2 separate regions of the Mus musculus genome follow, and region 1 is linked to region 2. A link is a contact called in public promoter capture Hi-C data. All regions are on one chromosome and are shown on one strand. Each heading gives the region's core, a stretch centred on a gene start, on an enhancer-like site or on the middle of the called end of the contact. The rest is flanking DNA. Distances are from core to core; before and after follow the strand shown.

The links. Capture Hi-C pulls out chosen DNA fragments and counts their contacts.
Region 1: a contact with region 2 is called in a promoter capture Hi-C map of pancreatic islet. The contact joins two enhancer-like sites. A contact is called at or near these places in 1 of 484 Hi-C or Micro-C datasets (nephron progenitors), 1 of 115 datasets of contacts at active chromatin or transcription factors (embryonic forebrain) and 3 of 9 other capture datasets (adipose tissue, embryonic stem cells and pancreatic islet).

The regions. Positions count from the first base shown.
Region 1 is chr13:99,722,861-99,728,479 of GRCm38.p6, reverse strand. No RefSeq gene overlaps it. Among named protein-coding and RNA genes, the nearest start is that of Gm24471, 33 kb to the right of the region's middle. Within about 2 kb of position 3,964, at least 12 of the 459 cell types and tissues checked have an H3K27ac peak or open chromatin away from gene starts, as enhancers often do. A contact at or near this core is called in embryonic forebrain and pancreatic islet, where this site is marked.
Region 2 is chr13:99,441,847-99,447,430 of GRCm38.p6, reverse strand. It overlaps Map1b (microtubule-associated protein 1B), which reads left to right. Exons shown (of 7, transcript NM_008634.2): 3 at 3,135-3,217. Among named protein-coding and RNA genes, the nearest start is that of 6430562O15Rik, 32 kb to the right of the region's middle. Within about 2 kb of position 3,535, at least 91 of the 459 cell types and tissues checked have an H3K27ac peak or open chromatin away from gene starts, as enhancers often do. A contact at or near this core is called in embryonic forebrain and pancreatic islet, where this site is marked.

The DNA.
Region 1 (5,619 bases), core at 2,715-5,214, 280 kb before region 2:
CACACACACAGGCATACATATAGATACATGCACCACACACACACACACACACACACACACACACACACACACACACATACACACACACACACACACCACACACACCACTTAAAAATAAGACAAAAGGATGAAGATAAGGAAACAGACTCAGTTTACTTAGCTTGCCCAAACTTAAAACTAGTGGTACATCTGTTTTTTTTTCTTCATAGCATTTATGTAAGAATTATAGGAACCACTGATGAGTGTGATTTCTAATTATGAAAAACACCCATAAACACTTATATTACTCCTTAATTTTTAATATAAAAATAGATTTATTTGAGATCAAAGTTCTGAATTCTAAGTTATTTTTATTTTATTTTATTCACTATACATTATTACACTGCTGCTAAATGTGGAGAACCGTGTTCAGTGCTAGAGAGGGACATGAAACTTGCTTTCATCGAAACCACAACTACAGACATCAGGTTGAACCAGGCATCCAAGGGATGGGAGCCCAGGGTAGGGAATAAACTTAGTCTGGCATTCCTAACCCTGGCCTCAGTTGACCAGCCCCAGGGACTCTGATTTGTGGAGGGAGAGAGAAGGGCCCAGGCAGTGCCGTTTTTATTGTAAAGCTCTTGGGTGTCCTTAACGGGCACCAGGGCCGAGAAGTGCTGATGTAAACCACGGAAGACACCTCCCCGAGGAGCTAACACTGAAGCTGGAGCTGCCAGAGTTTGAAGATGGTGTTTTCTAACTGCAGCTGACAGCCTTGCCAGGTGGACGCTTCTCTCTTCTGATAGGGAGGGCTGGAGACCACCCTCCAGAGAGGCCTCCGGGTGGGCTGTACCTCTTGAGAGAAATTTGGCCAGACTGCAAGCCTGCCCACCCCACCTGCACATGCATGCCCACCTCACCTATACATGCATGCCCACCCCACCTGCACATCCATGCCCACCCCACCTGCACATGCATGCCCACCCCACCTGCACATGCATGCCCAGCATCACCTGAGCAAAGGCTTTCTTAGAGAATTGTTATGGAGCAGCAATCAAGTGAGACATGGATTGTAACTCCTCAGAGGGTGTGTGTGTGTGTGTGTGTGTGTGTGTGTGAAGGTAGATATTAGGGGGTCTAAGGACCCAGGGCCTCCTACATTCTAGGCCAATGCTCTACCACTGAGCTATATCCTCAGCTGAAGAAGGCATTTTTGGTAGCAGGGTTTTCCCATTTCCCATCAGAATGCTGTGGGGAGGGAGGGGCTTCATCCCAGATGTGCTGTCTCACGCAACTCCCCCTTTCATATCTTACAGCCAGGCCACAAAGATACAACTCTGAGAAACCTAGTCTCCAACTGTTCATCTAATTTCCATGTGCAGTATGAACTATGAGGTGTTATTGCCCAGCTGTGAGAAGCTGGAAAAGTTGGTTAAACTCTGAGCTTCAGGGTCTTCACATAGAGAATGGGGATAACAATATACTTCAAGGCGGAGGCAGAGGGATCTCTGAGTTTGAGTCCAGCCTGGTCTACAGAGTGGGTTCCAAGACAGCCAGGACCACACAAAGAAACCTTGTCTCAGGAAAAAGAGGGAGAGAGAGAGAGAGAGAGAGAGAGAGAGAGAGAGAGAGAGAGAGATGAGAGGAGTCTCTTGGATGTGGTGTATGTGAGGTGAAGGCTCTTGTCCATCATAGAAGTCAGTTCTGCCAAGATAACTCTGAACTTGTGAAGTGACATCACATCCAGGCCAGGCTGAAGGATGTGTCTTTAGGACGGAGGCGTAGAGGGCTTCACAGTGCTGACCCCCTAGGTGACAAACACTGTCTTGTCCCTAGCAGTACCTGAAAGAGGTAGTCCTCCCTTATGGAGGGGCATCTATTCATGGGGCAAGACTAGACACCAACTGCCTGACTTACACTGGACAGGAAGAAGTTGAGCATGCCTGCGTATCTGCACCAGTTTGCCAGTTTGGTGTGTATGTCTGCAGCTGAAGGTGAAGAGAATCTAGAAGTGTCACACAGGTTCTCTTTTCCTCTGCAGTGAGTCATCATCAGCTGGAGTGAAACACTCTATCCTTCTCCATCCACCCTGCATTGGACTGGGGACCTTGAGTTTCAGAGTTGAAAGTATGTTAAAGATCGTCCAGAGATCATTTACAGCAGGGGCAACAGACTCAGACAGGGAGAATGGTGTGCCAAAGAGGCAGAGAAAGACCACAGCAGGGCTTCTGGTTCCTGGGCCCTTGCTGGTTTCCTATCTGGTTGTCCTGTCTGTTTCCAGGTCTGGCTCTTGTGCACAGTGGCCCATCCCAAGCAACACTTGGCTCAGCCTTACCAGTTTGTGTGGGTGCTGGGGATCCAAACTCAGTCCTCCTCATGTTGGAGTGGAAATTGTGTTTTACTCAGTGATCTATCTCTCTAGCCCTGAAAATCTTTAAATGCAACCAAATCTAGTATCAGATTCTAAGGCTGGAGCCTTCTGAGGTGAGCAAGCTCTGCAGGCTGGGTTTACCTGCTGTCCTGTTCCCTCCTTGTGTTCCAGCCCCAACACAGGACTGTCTGCTTTACAGAGGAACAAGTCCGTGCTAAGCAGTGAAGTCTCACAAGCCAGGGGACTTGGAGCTCATGTTCTAGGGTTTGCAAACATGCTGCTTATGACAAGTAAGGGATGCGCTTTTTAGTTTCCACTGATTGAAATTCTGATACTTTGGGCATTAAATGAATGACTAAGTTGTGTTTCTTCAGTTGACTTTTTAATTAGTCAGACATTTGCTAAGCACATGATTTTGACAGTTGCTGAAAAATTTCATGATCTGAATGAATGCAGACACCATAGAAATCAGCATCTGCTACTGATGCAAACCCGAGTATGCCTGTCATCTGGACCAGACTCCACAGTAAGGGACAGACACCCCAATGGCCATGGCTTACAGACAAGTGTGTGTCTCTCACTTAAGGCCTGGAGGCAGATAGTTCAGGGTTAACTTCCTAAAGTTCTCTGTCACTCCCCAGGTATGGTCCTCAACTTCCTGTGCCCAGAAGCTGACCGGAAGGCTACCTGTCATCTCTGCTGGACTGCAGGATGCAAGGAAGGATGAAAGTGGGGTATGGTAAGATGGAAGAGCAGCCGAATTTCAGGGTTTCCCCGCAAACATTTCCAAAAGAAACTCCTGTTCTCATTCTAATTTTTGGGCAAGACTCATGCCACCCTGACCTGTAACAAAGGCTGGAACACAGAGTCTATTCCAGACAGCCATGTGCCTGCCAAAGATCAGGGTTCTGTTGTTGATATAAAAAGAGAAGAATGAGTTCTAGAGGCTTCCATAGAATGTCCTTGTAGGATAATTTTTATTAATCTTTCATTCTCTGAAGTAGCATTTAAGGAGACCTAAAGCTATTGAGTATATGGGAGGCACAGAGATCAGGGAAATAAGAGAAGGAGGAGTTAACAATGGAGATTCTGGAACGAACACTGCGTTGCTGATTGAAGCAAGTGCTCATGTATTCTCATCCCTGGGATGAGTTATCTAGGAAAATTGTTTATTAATTAAAGAGGATAATGTTGTTGAGTAAAACTGAGCACTGTCTGACCTTAGATCCTGTTGGGGGAAGTGGAGGGAATGATGGCAAAAATATTAAGAAAATAAAACAGAAGGATTATGGAAATATCTGGGACTGGGTAGTCAAGGTATATCAAAGACTAAGCATACTTAGCACAGAAGCATGAAAATGTGGGGAAAGGAAAGCTAAGGTGACGGTAGGGTTTAGAAAACACTCTTACGTCACTTTGATTCTAATTTGTGCAGCTGTGGACAGGTCGATTTAAATAATAGATGATGACGATTGAAGTATATTATCAATAATGAAAGCAGTTCTCTTCAGTCTTAAGAGCAGGCTGCACAGCATTTTGGTCTCAGCTCCACGCACAATGCAGAAAACACAGACAGTTTCGCAGCTGCTAGGATACTCCAGCCCTGTGTCCAGAGAGGGACGCTTTTAGCAGACAGAATCAGTGCAGCTCGCTTGTGGGAAATTTCGATTTCTCTGCAAGTGATTTACATGGGAGCCCCAGCTTGAAGCCATAGCTCATATCTCTGTTGCTCTGGAGATGGCTTCTCTGTTGGAAAGGCAATTACGACCTGCAGGAGAAGCCTGCCTACCATTAGTCTCCAGTTTTGAATGTTGACAGGTGGAGATGGAGGTGGGGGCAGGGGTGATTAATAAAAGGCTTTGTCTTCCTCGTCTCTGGAAAGAGAAGGATTTATGCGTTACAATTTCCTGGTCTCCAAAGATATTTGTGTATTTGGATTTTGTTTTTGTTTTGTTTTGTTTTCTTGAACATTTTAAGCATTTGTTGGCGAGTAGAATACGAATCTTTTGTGCTTAGTGATTTTGGTTTTGTTGCATTCATAGGGACAAAGAAGTGTGTAAGACTGCCTCTTGATTTCCTAAGCCAGGGATTAGATGCCTAGGGAGAGCGTTATAATAATTTCTAGCCCCTGGATCTCTGGATGGCATATTGACCTCTATTGCACAGTTCTTGCCATGCTATGTTTATAGAGGAATAGGCTTAGATCCAACAGTGGCTGGTGAACCTTGGTGCCTGCCACCAGAGAGGACTGGTGGCGATGTCCTTGAGTTGGCATTCCCTTCACCTAATGTAGCACAACCGTAGCTGCAAATCAGATCACTGCTCAGCTAAACAAATGTGTGTTTTTCCAGTGACTTATTCTCTGTAAAGCTTGCCATAGCCCAGGGGCTTGTGTATTCAAATCAGTGGTTGGAGCTGAAACCTGCCAGTGTTTCCCCCTAATTGACTTGGGTGTGGGGACCCTTGATCCCTTCCCTTTCAATCCTCACCTTATAGTCAGGACTAAAAGGCTATAATTATTTGAAGTAGCTGAAATTTGAGTGACCTAGATAATTATCTCAGCAAGATGGGCTTAAAGTTTATTGACACAAATGCCAGTTTCATTAAAGGTTTGGTACAAAAGGCAAGTCCTGGAGACAGCTGGTTGACCGAGGTGCATTGACAATGAACAGCACCGAAGGCATAGGAATCACCAGGGACTTTGAGGTAATTACCGTCATTTCCATAATACAGTTAGCAGAGGATTATGGGAGACCAGAAAAGCCTTTGGAGTTATCATACTTTGCCCAAATGGAGGCTAAGCTGTCTAGAGTAAGACTTCTTCCAGAACCCCCTTCTCAGAGTGAACCCCACAGCACCCTGGCTCAGACTGCAACCAGGCACACAGTCAATCAAAGGGGGGAAAGTTGGCAAGTTAAAACAAATCAAAATTATACTGTCCCCTAAGCTGGAGGTAACCAAAGACAAGACCATGACAATGGTAACATTTGGGTTAGGAAGCCGGGCAAGGTATACACTTGTTTTTCCAGATACTCAGAGAGGCTGAGGCAGGAGGATCATACGTTGGAGGCTAGCCTTAGCAACTTAGGGAGACCCCATCTCAAAAAAAAAAAATTAAGATTAAAAAAACAAGGGCTGAGGATTTGGCTTGGTGATAGAGGGAAGACAAGGATGGATTCAGTCTTCAGAATTATCAAAAACAAGCAAGCAGGCAAGCAAGCAATAAAGAAGAAACTGCATAGATGTTTGTTTTTAAACCTTTATGCATC
Region 2 (5,584 bases), core at 2,286-4,785:
TGACTGTCTTTACATCCATCCCTTCCTTCCTTCCTTCAAATCAACTCTACAAAAAGGCATCTTGGCGCACATCCGTTGTCAGTGTTCTCCCTCCGAGTTCTCACAAAGATGGACAAGGCATCATTAGCTGAATTCCTGGGCAGACTGCTCTGAAACATGACTTAGGGATTGTGGAGGTGACCAACAGCTGTTACGTGGCATTTGTTCTGTTTGGCAACAGAGAAAGCCAAGGAGGAAAAGAGTGTCTGGTGGACGGTAAGAAGCCCCTGGCAGAGGCAGCTGGAGACTTCTCTGGGGAGGGCTGGTGTGTGCAGGTAGGAGCGTGGTTGTGGTAGCTGCTGTTGCTTTTGAAGGGTGCAGTCAGCAGCAGAGAAAGGGCTCTGACTCCATTAGGGACTCTCGGGGAGGGGACTGCTTCTGCAAACCTTGCTTTGGCTTGCTTCTGTGACTCCTACAGAGCACAGTTAATGACAATAGTCATACCAGGTCTCACACTGTCGGATGCTCTGGGTGCTCACATCAAAGATATGATGAAGAAACAGCCATTCCTTTATTGGTTAATGTCAGCTTCATTCTTGTCTTAGAAGATCTCAAAGTCTTTGTTCCGAGGAGGCCACTGATGGAAGGGCGACTTGATCCAGTATAGATTTGTGTGATCTTTCACTGTGTCATCTGCTTATTTGAATTGTGTTTACTTTAGCTTTAAGTGTGCATGGATGTCAAAGAGGAAAACAGCCAAAAGGCAAATTTTACATTAATTACAAAACATAGCATTCATGATAAATGAACTGTGTCTTCCATGGTTTGGCATCTTTTTCCTAAGCCTCGGGTCTTTGCCTGCTCAAGCAGTTAACACTGTTCTTATTTGGAGTGTCTTCCTGACTGGTCTTTTGCAGTAGAACATTTCATGTTTCTATTTAATTTTTGCTTTGCTGTGTATAGGTGCTGTGCCTCGCCTGACCACCCGGTATTCTCTGCTGACATCTTGCTTCTTTAAGCCCATCTGTTGTTTTTAGTCTGTTGGTCTTTCCCCTAACTCTTCTTCAGCATCTGATGACAGTTTTGCCAAAGCCAAGTTCTGATAACTAGCTAGCATCATCAGAAGTGGTTAAATCCAGAAGGGATCTAGAGCTGGGCAGCCTGGGACCAGACCCTGGCCTGACCTGACCCTGTTGTGGCGTCCTGAGCTACTCGATGTCCTCTGTCAACTCTTTGTCTTCAGTAGTGAGCCATGGTCATGGTACCTCGTGTGAGAGCACTTCAGGGGATTCAGTGAAACTGTATGGGTCTCAGAACAGGGCGTGGCACCAGCATTGTTTAGTTTGGGCTGCTCCTCTGCCTTCCTAAAGTTGACTGGTAAATGTTACTGTAAGGAAAAGCAGGGATGATCAATAATGGTGACATGAGTAGAATGTCTCTAAGCAGCTGTTTCTAGTTTCTGTGATCCTTGATAATACAAAGGGGAAATCTCCAGCTGAGTCGAGCCTGGAACCGCCTCCTTTCTAATGGCTTTCCTGGGATAGCGTATATACATATACCACACACGCACGCAAAGTATTTTCTTCAGGGCTTACTTGTCTGTCTCATTGATCCTTCATCTTGTGATAAAATACATATAAAGAAAAATTGGCCATTTTAACTATTTTTTTTAAATCTACAACTCAGGAGTGATCAATATGTCTACAAGGTTGTATATGTCATCACTTACATTTTCAAAATGTTTTCATTACCCCAAACATGGGATAGTACCCATTAAGCAATAGCTCCCCAATTCCCCCTCCTTTAGCCTTTGGTAATTGCTATTTTAAATTTACTTATTCTGGGTATTTCATGGGCATAAAGTACTATTTTATGTATCCATTTGTGTTCAGCTTTTTTTTCCCCCTTATGTTCTAGTTCATCTTTGTAACATTAGCAGAGCTTGATTTTTTTTTTTTTCTATTTCTGACTAGTATTCCGTTGTGGGTAGACCACATCTAACCCAGACACTTGGGTTATTTTATCTTTTGGCTATTAAAATAATGCTGTAATTAACATTAGCACAGAAATATTTGCTCAGGTTCCTACTTTCAACTTGCACCAACCAATTAAATGGCAGTTCATACAGGATTCTGTTTTAGCTTTTCCAAGAACCCTAGATCTACTTTCCTTCTGTTTTTCTCTGTTGGTATCTCCCTCAGAAGCTCCTGTTTCTTCCAGTCTTCCAGGCTTCATTGTACTTCCAAACAGCAGGCGTGCTTTCCCTCCCAACCACGTGGCTTCCTCCCACATTTCCGAGGGAACGCCCCTCTCTGTCCGTTGTTTGCTGGTAAAGCATACATCAGCGACTCTGGCTACATTCACTGGATGGCTTTCATCTCCTTGTCAAGGCAGGGTAATGTTTGTAGAAGGCAATCCATAGGTCTCTGCTGACCTAAGCCTGAGGCTGACCAGCACAGGATGGTGCTGTAAGGAGTGGGAGATATCAAGAGCCCTGCAGAGCATCCTTAAACTCCCTCATCCCAAACCACACCTTACTTTAGTTCTCCCTCAGTTTTGTCTTGTGGGGCAGTTTGGCCACCCTGTCCTGGGGGAGGGTAGCCTTCCACTTCTCTTTTGCCCACTGTTTCTTCACTTTCCTACAAGCAAGTGAATTAATTAGTGAATACCCCAACAGACCGTAAGCCTGCCTCAGACAGCCATTCTGGCTGCTGGGTTAATTGTTAGTCGGGTTTCTGGCCGTCATTCACTTCACAATGAGGCTCCTAATTAATCTCCGCGCCGTTCTCACCAGAAGAAAGGACGTTAGGGAGAAACATCCCCAATTACCATGAGAAAGGAAATGTCAAGAGCTCCACTGAGTTTTCCTGGCACCCCTCCCTGGTCTCTGATGAAAACCCGGCCATTGGGTCAGGAGGCTGCCTAGCCATCGACCATGAAAGACCCAGTGTAAAAGCCTGGGGGCCCCAGGCTACCCCAGCTCCAGTTGAGCCTGTTGTGTGCACACCCTCGTGCTCAGTAGCATCCACTGTGTTTCCCAGCTTCCAGGGCCACATCTGAGTTGGAAATTTCTCTGCTGTCCCAGAAGTAGGCGAGCCGCTTTCATCTGGAAGAGCTAAAGGTCTCTTCTTTGTGTATTTTTTTTGTGCCTTCAGGACAAAAGATTCTTCATCACCGAAGTGACGTCTTAGAAACAGTCGTTCTGATCAACCCTTCAGATGAAGCCGTCAGCACTGAGGTGAGTATTTCAGTTCTGGGAGGTCTTAGAGCCTCCAAGGATGGGGACTTGGCTGATCAAAGGGGCTAGATAGGTGGGGGAGTTGGAGAGAGATGTACAAGGGGTAAGTCCCAGGTCCTAGGCTTCCTCGATGCCCAGAGCCTGCTTCTCTGCATCTAGTATCATAGCACCAGCTCACCAGAAGCCTCTTTCAATTAAGGACACAAGCGAACAGTGCCAGCTGGAAGCATGTTTGTTGAGGGGTGTAGAATGGGGGGTATGCACTGGGTATGTTGTTGCCAGGATGCAGAGCAAGAATGTAGCAGAGGAAATAGACGGCAAGCTCCAGGCTGGCACATACAGGGATGGAACTCAGAGACGACGAGCATCCCAATAGCATCCCTGTTCAGAGAGATCCAGGCCAGCACTAGCTACCCTTGGAAGGCAGGCCAGCCTCAGAAACATGGTCTCTAGCCCAGGTCAAATCACCTGGTTTCATCATCCAAGGTCGGTCAAGTTATCTTACTGCTTCGGTTTGCCCCTCCCTGTGAAGGAGATCATAATAGCCCCTGAATTTAATGCTCCTATGTAATGCTCTCTGAAGTGCTCAGGGCTTAGAAGAAGTGTGGCACATAGTGACTAAGATGTACATGCTGGCTCCTGCTGCTGTATCATTAGCATCACATGAGAATACTTACTACTAGAGAGAGTAATTGGCAATTTCAGGACCCACCCTGACATAAGAATTTGGAGGAAGCCAAGAGAATCTCTGGTCCCCTCAGGCCAAGCGTTGATAGAGCTCCTCTTCCACCTCCTCTGAGATAGAGTTGCTTCCTGAGCATTAAGGACCAAAGGCCCTGGCAACATCCTAGCCTAGGCTGTGTGTGTCTTCTGCCGGTGTCTTAGCAACTCTGACTATTCAGGTTTTCAAATTGGGATGTAATTCATGAACCATAGACTCATTCACTGAAAGTGTGTAGTTTTGTGGGTGTTTTTTTTTTAAGAATTATTATAAAAATGAGCAGTTTAACTCCAAAACATGCCTGTCACTCCCCAAAATTTCCTAAACCCATTAGCAGTTATCCCACTGCCCCTTAGCTTCTGACAATCCCTATTTTCTCTCTCCAGATTTTTTCCTGTCTTAGACATTTCATACAAATGGCATCATACAACATGTGGCCTCTTTTGTGGAGCTTAACTTAGCTTAGTGGCGTCATGATCTAGTCCAAGTGTAGCACGTTGGTCCCGCACTCCTTTCGACCATTGTGTGGCATCCTTTTGTAGACATCTGATAACTCATTTCTTAGTTTCTGCCACTTTCGTTGCTTTCGGTTTGGGGCTATCGTAATCGGGCCTGTTTTGACCTACTTCTGCGTGCAAAAGCTCTGACAATCCAATTAGGCATGAAGTCACAGAAAACCCAGGGGCACTTTCTGTCACCCAGAAGCCGGAGGGCTAGTATGTACCCAGGTAGACTGCCTAGCTGTGAAACAGGAGTTTTGTTTTGTTTTTTGTTTTTTGGTTGTTTTTTGTTTGTTTAAAAGCTTTTGTTGGAAGTATCAAGCTACTTTGTGGGCCACATGAGCCTGAGACAACTGCTTAGGTATGCATGCTTTTCTATGAGTGTGGCCTGTGGGGTTCATGGGCAGGGGTCATGGCCTGTTTAGTTTTGAATTTTCCCTGGTGCAGAACATGATGCAGGGCACGTAGTGTGTGCTAAACATTCATGAACTGAATTCAGAACCTTGGTTCAGAGGGTAGTGCTCCCGCAGAGGACAACTGGCCCCCCTCCCCCACCTCCCTGCCAGCAAAGGTTCTTTTGCGTAAGTTATTTTCAATTCAGTTTCTCAGATCGCCACTCAAGGGTCGCCTTTTCTTCTGTCCCCTGTCCCGTCAAGCTTCTTGATGCAAACGCTGCAGTCTGCATTTGTCATGGTGTGCTTGCTCTGGAAGGACTGCAAGAAAGGAATCCTGGGTAGGAACTTGAGGCCTGCTTGGAAACATGTCTTTTCTGAAGCTAGCTGGGTGACCTGGATTGGCATAGCCACAAGTCTCACCTGGCCTCATAGGCTGCAGGCTGCAGGCTGCTAGTAGATTCTTTATAACAGCTGTGGAACAAATGCTTGCCAGCTGTGAAGACCACTTTGAAAAGAGGAGGAGACTCAGGGAGAAAGTCAATAATACCCTGCTGTTTTGGGTTGAAGTAAAACTCTCAACACGGGATTCACTGGCACACTAATAACCACGATGATTAATTTTAGGAATAACTTACAGGCAGGGCTCTGTCCAGCACTCCCTGCCCCCACTCTCAGCTGAAGTAATTAGACACTCGGAATGAACGCGTTTGGTTGGCAGTAAGCTTCAGGCACAGTCATAGTGCCTGGGACT